Linked DNA regions of Mus musculus: regions 1 and 3 are each linked to region 2. Evidence: chromatin contacts called from public Hi-C data. All regions are on one chromosome and are shown on one strand. Each heading gives the region's core, a stretch centred on a gene start, on an enhancer-like site or on the middle of the called end of the contact. The rest is flanking DNA. Distances are from core to core; before and after follow the strand shown.

Region 1 (2,700 bases), core at 173-2,672, 3.6 Mb after region 2:
TGAATGTAAGGTATTTAGAATTGTTTGATGTCTAGGTATCATTGTTTCCAAGTTATAACTCTATCTTCTATCCACTTAAATACTGAAAATTCCCAAGTGTAGGAGATACAGAAAGCCAATAAGCTTTTTACCCGATACATGGAGAAAGCTTTAAGGAAAGTATTTCAAGTAGCAAACCAAAACAAATAAAACGGCCATGTATGAATATTTATAAAGGGCCATTAGGACAGTTGATAACACTGTTTCATGAACTTCCCTTATGAAACTGATCTGTCTGCTGAAAATAAATCCGTGGCTAAATACTGGACCTGTTCAGAATCTCCTGTAAAGTTCATAAATACCGCGCCTAGCAATGACAGTCCAACATTAGTTAGAAGGGTGAGCCTTAATACTCAAGATTCAGGCTTGCATCTCACTCCACCACTTGGTGGTACCACTATCATTCTGGGCCTAATTTTCCCTCTCTGATTACTAATGGACATACAAGTACTGATTTCAGAAAACTGCAGTGAGGATAGCGGGAGTCTAGGCGCAAGAAAATCGCTAACAGTTTAGCACGACGTAAGCATCAAGAGCTAGAAGGTAGGTCGTGGGTAGAAGCAGTCGGGTGTCAGCTCCTCGAATACCTGTAATGGAGTGAATCTTCTGCTTTAGCTCGGACCCCGTGCTGTCCAGAGGGACCTTCACGTCGTGTTTGGTCTTGTTCCAGATTATCTTCAGATCCACCAGCTCCTTGCCCACACCGCCGCCCGCGTCCTCGCCGTTGCTGACCGAGGCCTGGGCCGCAGGGTCCCCAGGGGGCTGGGCCGGGGCCGGCTGCAGGTTGCCTCGCGCGTCGCAGGAGTCCTCCGCCGCTGCCCCTACGGCTGCTTCGGCCTCCACGCAGTTGAGGGGCCGTGCGGGCGCCTCGGTGGCCACAGCCTCGGCCTCCGTGTCCATGCCTGGCTCCTCCATGCCTGCAAAGGGGTTAGGGGGGTGGGTGCTCGCCACGAGCCCGGCCTGCGACGAGAACGGGCCCGGGCACCGTCGTTGCCGCGCCACGCTCCTCCCTCCGGGGCCAGGCCCGGTCCCACGACCCCGGCAGCGTCCGCAAGCTCTTCAGCCGCCGACCGACCGCCTTCCCCGCCACACTCACCATCCGGGGCTCCGGCCGCCGCCATGATGATTGTGTACAACACCCACCACGACCGCAGGGGCCGCCGGGAAGAAGCGAGCTGGCGGAGATTGGCCCCCGCACCAGCCCCTAATTTCACACAGGCTGGCCGGAAACAGGTGGAGGTTTCTATGGAGACCCGCCTCCTCCGCTTCCCGGGCCGGCCCCTGCCACGCTTTAGCATTCCCGCAGCCGGAGGGGGCGGGTCTGGGAGATCGCCTGCTCGCAGCGCTCGGTCCCCGAGCGGCGGCGCATCGCCGCCCTAGTCCAGAGGGGCGTGAGCAGCCCAGATAGGCGGCTTACGCCTTTAAGTGGCAGGGCCGCGCTCGCTGTGGCGAAAGTTGATTGGTTGGAGTGATTTTTTTCCCCCCCGCCGAGCGGAAGTGACGCGCGAAGGAGCCCACGTGTGTGTTTCTAGTCCACATGGCGGCGCCCCTCAAGAGGCTTCTGCTGGCCGAGCCGCACGTGGTGGCCCTCGGGCACCGCGTGGGGCGGCGCGAGGCCAGTCTGGGCCCAGATCCCGGGGCCCCGGTGCGAGTGCGCTTCGCTCCCAGCCCCACAGGTAATCCTAACGGACGTGACGCCGCTCGCCGCAGCCCACCTTCCCGTCCCCGCCCCCGAAAGTTCCAGAAACAGTCCCTTCCGGGGTTGTCTGCGCGACCCCGTTTTAAAGAGACGGAGGTGGAGGGCTAGGATTTGAAGTGATTGAGATTGCTAGAAGTTTCCTTGTTGTATTGTCTCTGTCCTTTCTTATTGCACGCTGTGTGCAGAGCGTATAGACTTTATGCCAAGGCCTATGCGCTATAATGCAGTGGTCATTGAAAAGTCAGGGTTCTGGCTTTGAAGAAACCGACAAATCCTAGAGTCATATGTGTCCATTTTGGCAGTGAAGCGGGATAGGGCGCCCTAGAAGGTATTGCTGAAGAGGTAACATTTGAGTTGAGAACAAGTGTCAAGAAGACCCGCTTGAAGCCTAAGAGGAAACGACATGCACAAAAGCCTGAGTTTGCTGGCAGCTTAGCAAGTCAGAAGAAAACAGAGGCCCATGTATATCTTGCTAGGAATTCTGTGTCTCCTCCCTTCCCACAAATTCCCAACCTTTAGTTCAAGCCACCTTCTACCCTGTTCACACTGAGCAACCGTTCATTCTAGGTCTAGGGTCAGCAGGAAAAGATATTTCTGAGTCTCAGCTGCACAGGAAGAACGCATTACCTCCAGGCAGGCAATGTAGATTGTGGAACTTCGATATGTGGTAGAAGCCCTGGTTCATAGTTAACTGTTGTGAATCTGTTTTTAAGACTGATATAAACGAAACTGCTAGGGAGAAAATGAGTGTCTCAAAACCGAGAGAACAAAATCATCTTTCTTTTTGTTAGTCTCAGTGATGTAAAATAGCTTATCAAATGACTGCAAGTATCTAAGTATCACAGTGTCTGTGTTTACCTATGGTCAACATGAACTGGGATACTCACCTTGTTGGAAGAAGCACTTATGCAGGCATCCAAGGCCTGGCATTTTCTGCATCTATATTTTTGTCTTTGCCAATC
Region 2 (2,700 bases), core at 150-2,649:
TATTGCTTAAAGGTCTTGTAAAGGAAAGGCTTAAAGGAGTCCAAGGACTCCTAGATTTTAAGAACCACTGTTCGACAGCAGGACAGGGCAAACTGATAAAACGCATTTTTTTATAGTGCCTCGAGGACAAAGGACAAAGGCACCCTTTAAGCAGATGTAACACATTCGATGGTAACATGTCTTTCCATGCTACATCCACTGGCTTTCACAGCAATGCAGAAGGAAGGGGCAGTAATGAACTGTGAAGCAGCACAGACCCTTCCAGTCTCCTCAGACATCAGTGTTCCCATCTGAAAAGCTGGATATCAGAACAGCTATTCCCAGGGAGCGCCTGAGTGTCCACAGTGATTCTAACCAGGCTGCCTTTAGCCTTACGACTGACTAACTAACTGGCTATCATAGTTTGAGACTTGCTCCTAAAAACAATCTGCTTCTGTACAGATTGGCAACTGGTTTATCAGTCACAGCCCACCAAACTTGCTCCCGTAGACATGTGCACTGGCAAGCTCTGGAATGGAAGGCTTCTAAAATATTTTTTTTTTTCAGATTTTAAACTCCCATCGTCCAGGAGTCTTACTCATGCTGTCTCTTGATTAGCTATTTGACTTTGGCCAGGCAAAGTGGCCTGCCTTGTCTGAGCCTCAGCTCCCTCGCCTGTAAAATAAGTGACTATCCCAAAGGACTGCTGTGAAACGTTTGCACTTGTCAGTAGCTACAGAAACCCTGGCACCGAACAGTACTCAGTTCACGTGAGTTATCAACAATACCGAAGCACATAAAACTCTTCCCAGCCCTTTCCCTCCACTCCTGATGCCAGGAGCTGACAAACGTACTCCCAAGGGACACGCTTACCGCCAACCAACTTCGACATTCCCATCGCCCATCCCAGGACCCCCGCAATCCTCCTCACGCCTCCCCCGCGCCAATCTCTTCCCCGTCCCCCCTCCCTAAGTCTGAGAGAGGGACTCCTACAAAACCACTCCCAGCCGTGGTCCCCATCCCGCACCGCCAGAACCTTCCCCTCAGGCTGGACACCATCCTGGGCCGGGGTCCCTGTGGCTAGGCGTTCCTCCCTGAGACACCTCCGAGGGATGAGGGACGGCCGCCCAACCTCCCGGCGGGGCCCACGGACACTAACCGTCCATCCCTAGAGGCGGCGGTTCCGGCCTCCCGAACCGGAAGCGGCCCTGACAGTGTTTGCAGTTCCCCTGGTTACTACGGGGTTCCGGACCAATGGAGGAGGAACTCTGATCATTGAGCCCGCCCTCGGGTAGCGTGACGTCACGGCGGAGCGCTGGGACTCCCCATCAGTCCTCCCTAGGCCTCGGATCGCTGTACGCAGGCGCATTGGGCCCTGGCCTCGGCGGCGAGGTGCGCAGGCGCCCCGGGCGCTGCTAACTGAAGCGGCCATGGACGCGCTCGAGTCGTTGTTGGACGAGGTGGCCCTGGAGGGGCTCGACGGCCTGTGCCTGCCCGCGCTGTGGAGCCGCCTGGAATCCCGCTCGCCTGCCTTCCCATTGCCTCTGGAACCCTACACGCAGGAGTTTTTGTGGCGGGCTTTAGCCACGCACCCGGGCATCAGTTTCTACGAGGAGCCGCGAGAGAGACCTGACCTGCAGCTCCAAGACCGGTCAGCCACCAGGGGTGGGGCGAGGGCTGAGAGCCTGGAGCGGGGCAGGATGGTGCGATGCAGAACGGGGACCGTGGGACGTGGGGGATGGGCGCGGGAGGCGAGCAAACCTGAGCTCTGCGCCCTAGCAGGCCGGAGTAGATGAGCTGGGGGATGGGGTATCCGCTGTGACGGAACTGTTTCCCAGTGTGTTAAAGGAGCGAGTCTAAAGAGTTCCTTTAAGTTGGGTGATAGGACGGGAGTAGGAAAGTGGTTAAAAAGTGGGACTAGGTGAGGTCCTTCAGGGACCTTTAGGGAGCGTTCGTTCCGAAAGCTAAGGCAGCTCACTGGAGGTCTGCATAGCCCCGAATAGCAGTGAAAGAGTAGCCGAGGTGGACTGGGCGCTTCCCATAGGTGGGTTCCAAGACCCAGTTCTGGAAGCGACAGAACTCAGTTCCGCGACACTGAGCGAGACACTATTGTCTTTTCATTTTACAGAGGAGGAAACTGACGCCGAGAGGTTAAGGGATTAACCTTAGGTTAAGTACAGGATTCAGGGATTGCTAAATGCACTTTTCCCTTCTCCTATCTGTCCTTCTCCAGGAGCAGAATCCAGCTCCTTGCATGCTCTGCCCTTAGCCTCAGCCCACCCCTTACTCCCCTGTACAAGTTTTTGTTAAGAAAGGGCTGACGAGCTGGTCTTGGTGTTACACGCCTTTAATCCCAGCACTTGCGAGGCAGAGGCAGGCGGATTTCTGAGTTCGAGGCCAAGGCTACACAGAGAAACCCTGTCTCGAAAAACCAAAAAAAAAAAAGAAAAGAGAAAAAAAGAAAAAAAAAAGAAGAAAGAGCTGACAATACAGTTCAGTGTGATTTCATATCATACCCGCTTGCCTCTGCACTCTAGCACTTGGGTTACAGGCATGCCCTACCATGCCCTGCAAGTTGGAACTCTTAAGCTATATTATGAAGGTCAGAGGAGGTTCTAGAGGTAATAATGAACCAGATAAGTTTAGATTTAGGCGGCCACTTGGCAGAGTGCTCTGAACAAGCAACACCAAGTAGAATAGCTTAACGGGAGAGAAGTGAAC
Region 3 (2,700 bases), core at 60-2,559, 4.8 Mb before region 2:
GGTCTGGAATTTGTGGTATTTAGGGCTTCTTAGGAGGCTGGAGTTGAGGCTGTATTTTTCCATCCTTTCAATCTTACATGAGTGGCTCAGAATTGTCTGCCCGTCAAGGTTTCAGGGTCTACAATGCCTTCTGGATGCCTCCAGCATTGGATGAAGGTTGTACACATATCTACTTGCAGGCTAAACACCCACAAACATAATTAAAAAAAAAAGTTTCCTGATTGCACTTTCTAGACACTGCAAAAAGGAATTCACCATATTGTCGACTATGGAAATTATGCCAGACAGACTTAAACATCTGTGTACGCAGAGGAGAAAGCTAAGGAATATTATCTTGGTAGGAGCATGCCTTTATTTTTACACTTTGCCTCACAACCTCATTCCCTAAAACACGTTCTTTGCAAATTGGAGACCCATGGAGTGAATTCAGATTATGTAAATGTTCAGCCTGAAGAGTTAAAAATTCTTTTTGAGTGATATTTAAAACTCCCTTTAAAAGAGGAAAGTGTCGCTTCGTCATTGGACATTCCGCTCTAGCAGAGTTGTTTGGATTCTAGATCCCTCTCTATCAAGCCAGCTCCGGCTCCTCGTTCCTCACAGGTGGTCAGGCGCAGAACTCGAGGTTAACCTTCAACTACAGAGCGCAAATGACCGGGTGAATCCCAACCTGGAGCCTCAGTTTCCCTATCTGTAAAGCGGGCTGAGAGATCGCGTCAGTGACAAGGACTGCTGTTGACTGGACAAGTAACCTGCTGGCCACTAAACACTGGGTTCCGAGACGCACCCCTGCAACCCAGGCTGGCGGCCAGTGGCCTGACCGGGGATCGGCGGAGAGCCGCGAACCCGGCAACCCCCGCGCTCTCGGCCCTTCCCCGAGGTTCCCCGCGCTGAGAGGCGTGGCCGCTCCTCAAGCCCACAGCGGCGGCCATGGCCTCGGTGGTGGAATACAAGGGCCTGAAGGCCGGCTACTACTGCGGCTACTGCGAGTCCAGGGAGGGCAAGACGTCGTGTGGTGAGTGTCCCGCCGTCCAGGTCGCCTTTACCGGCTTCAGCCAGGCTCTCGCTACGTCCTGGCAGGCCTGCCGCGCGGGTTGAGGCCGTTGGTCACCCGACTCCAGCTTCCCGGTCCCATTGGTCTCTCCTCAGCCGGCTTCCTTTCCATCCCGGTCTTCCCGCCCTCGCCCTCCCTAGGGGGTAGCCGCCCCTCACAGAGGAGGAACGGAACTAGCGGACGGCTGCCCGCAGTCAACATGGCGCGGGCGGCGTCAGTGACGTAGGGCGTCCGGTCCTTCCAGCCCGGGAGCACTCGAGTGGCTTCGCGCGATCTTCGGAGGCGCGCGCGTTGCATTGTGGGGTGGTGGAGGCGAAGGCGGCGGTAGCGGCGGCTGCGTAGGACTGGGTGGCGCAGCGGCGGCGGGGTCGCGGACATGGCTTCTTGGAGCGCGCCTTCACCTAGCCTTGTAGAGTATTTTGAGGGCCAGACCTCCTTCCAGTGTGGCTACTGCAAGAACAAGTTGGGCAGTCGCTCCTATGGTGAGCGAGCTCGGCCGGCGGGCGTGTGCTTCGGGCTCTGTGAGGGTCTTGGGTGGCCGCAGCCTGGGGGAGCGTCGTGAAGAGCCGGGTGTCCTCCACCCTTGCTCCCTCAGCGGCTGCTCTGGGAGACGGGAAGGGAGATGGGGAGGCTCCTGGGAGCTGACGGCCGCCCTGCATCCATCCCCGCGGCAGCCGAGGCCCCCTGCTGCATGTGTAGAGGGGCGTGTGCGTGCACACCTGTTCGCTGTCATTTTGGAGAAAGTGTCTGGGAGAACGTACTGGAAACCGAGATCGGCTTGATATTTTGATAAAATACCTGCTCGACTTTTTTTTTAAATCAGGGATTTATACCATGTCATTGTGCCAATCCATCTTGAAGACCGTAATAACGGTGTTCCTTCAGGCTTTAGGTTTCTTTTCTTTTTATTTTATTTTATTTTTCTGGCTTTTCGAGACAAACGTTTTCTGTGTAGCTCTGGCTGTCCTGGAATCCACTCTGTAGACCAGGCTGGCCTGGAATTCAGAGATCCGCCTGCCCCTGCCTCCCGAGGGTCTGGGATCAAAGGTGTGCATCACCACCGGGCTAGGATTCAGGTTTCTTACGGAAGATTTGTTTGTAAGCCGAATATGTACTTATTGTCTGCCGTGTCATGATCGGCAAATACAGAATCTAGGATGGATGGTTTAGAATAATCCTGCAGGTGGAAGCAAGGTAACTTGACTATAAATTTAGGTTAGAGATTTACCCGTTTTGAAAGACAGTTTAGTGGTTTGGCTGTGCACGGGATTTTGGTTTATGGATGCATTAAAAGTGTTTATTAGGAGAAAGTGTATTATTAGGTGAACCGCGGCCTTGGGTAGACAGTTATACAATCGTTAGATGCACGGATTACGAAGACCAGTTAAGTGAAAAAAACGCTTGGAGCATAGGGTTAAATAAACAGGATGCAGATGACAGCCGAGTACACGTGACAGCTGAGAGGAATACGGTCCAATAAAGCCCAAATAAGGCCAAGAAAGCACATCAAATGACAGTGGCTCACTTTGAGTGATAGAGATACTATTCTTTTTCAGAATTTTTATATTCTGACTATAATATTTGCCAGTATTATGTGACTGAAACATATTTTAATAGGGAGGACCTTACTACCCCTACCCCTAGTAATT

What was found. A called contact is a pair of places that touch in the nucleus more often than the background predicts.
Region 1: a Hi-C map of muscle stem cells shows a contact between it and region 2, with 6 times the contacts expected there. The contact joins the promoter of Ubfd1 here to the promoter of Gtf3c1 in region 2. A contact is called at or near these places in 1 of 39 promoter capture datasets (cranial neural crest) and 1 of 484 Hi-C or Micro-C datasets (muscle stem cells).
Region 3: a contact with region 2 is called in a Hi-C map of CD8 T cells, with 4 times the contacts expected there. The contact joins the promoter of Ate1 here to the promoter of Gtf3c1 in region 2. A contact is called at or near these places in 4 of 484 Hi-C or Micro-C datasets (B cells, CD4 T cells, CD8 T cells and 1 more).

What each region holds. Positions count from the first base shown.
Region 1 is chr7:122,065,920-122,068,619 of GRCm38.p6, reverse strand. Ubfd1 (ubiquitin family domain containing 1) reads right to left here and starts at 1,422. Exons shown (of 7, transcript NM_138589.2): 1 at 1,136-1,422; 2 at 627-956. The coding sequence starts at 1,337. Ears2 (glutamyl-tRNA synthetase 2, mitochondrial) reads left to right here and starts at 1,534. Exons shown (of 9, transcript NM_026140.3): 1 at 1,534-1,715. The coding sequence starts at 1,577.
Region 2 is chr7:125,706,387-125,709,086 of GRCm38.p6, reverse strand. It overlaps Gtf3c1 (general transcription factor III C 1), which reads left to right and starts at 1,399. Exons shown (of 37, transcript NM_207239.1): 1 at 1,399-1,630. The coding sequence starts at 1,410. D430042O09Rik (RIKEN cDNA D430042O09 gene) reads right to left here and starts at 1,217. Exons shown (of 28, transcript NM_001081022.2): 1 at 1,139-1,217. The coding sequence starts at 1,145.
Region 3 is chr7:130,518,189-130,520,888 of GRCm38.p6, reverse strand. Ate1 (arginyltransferase 1) reads left to right here and starts at 1,309. Exons shown (of 12, transcript NM_013799.3): 1 at 1,309-1,533. The coding sequence starts at 1,428. It overlaps Gm4275 (putative uncharacterized protein ZNRD1-AS1), which reads right to left and starts at 1,298. Exons shown (of 4, transcript XR_869987.2): 1 at 1,044-1,298.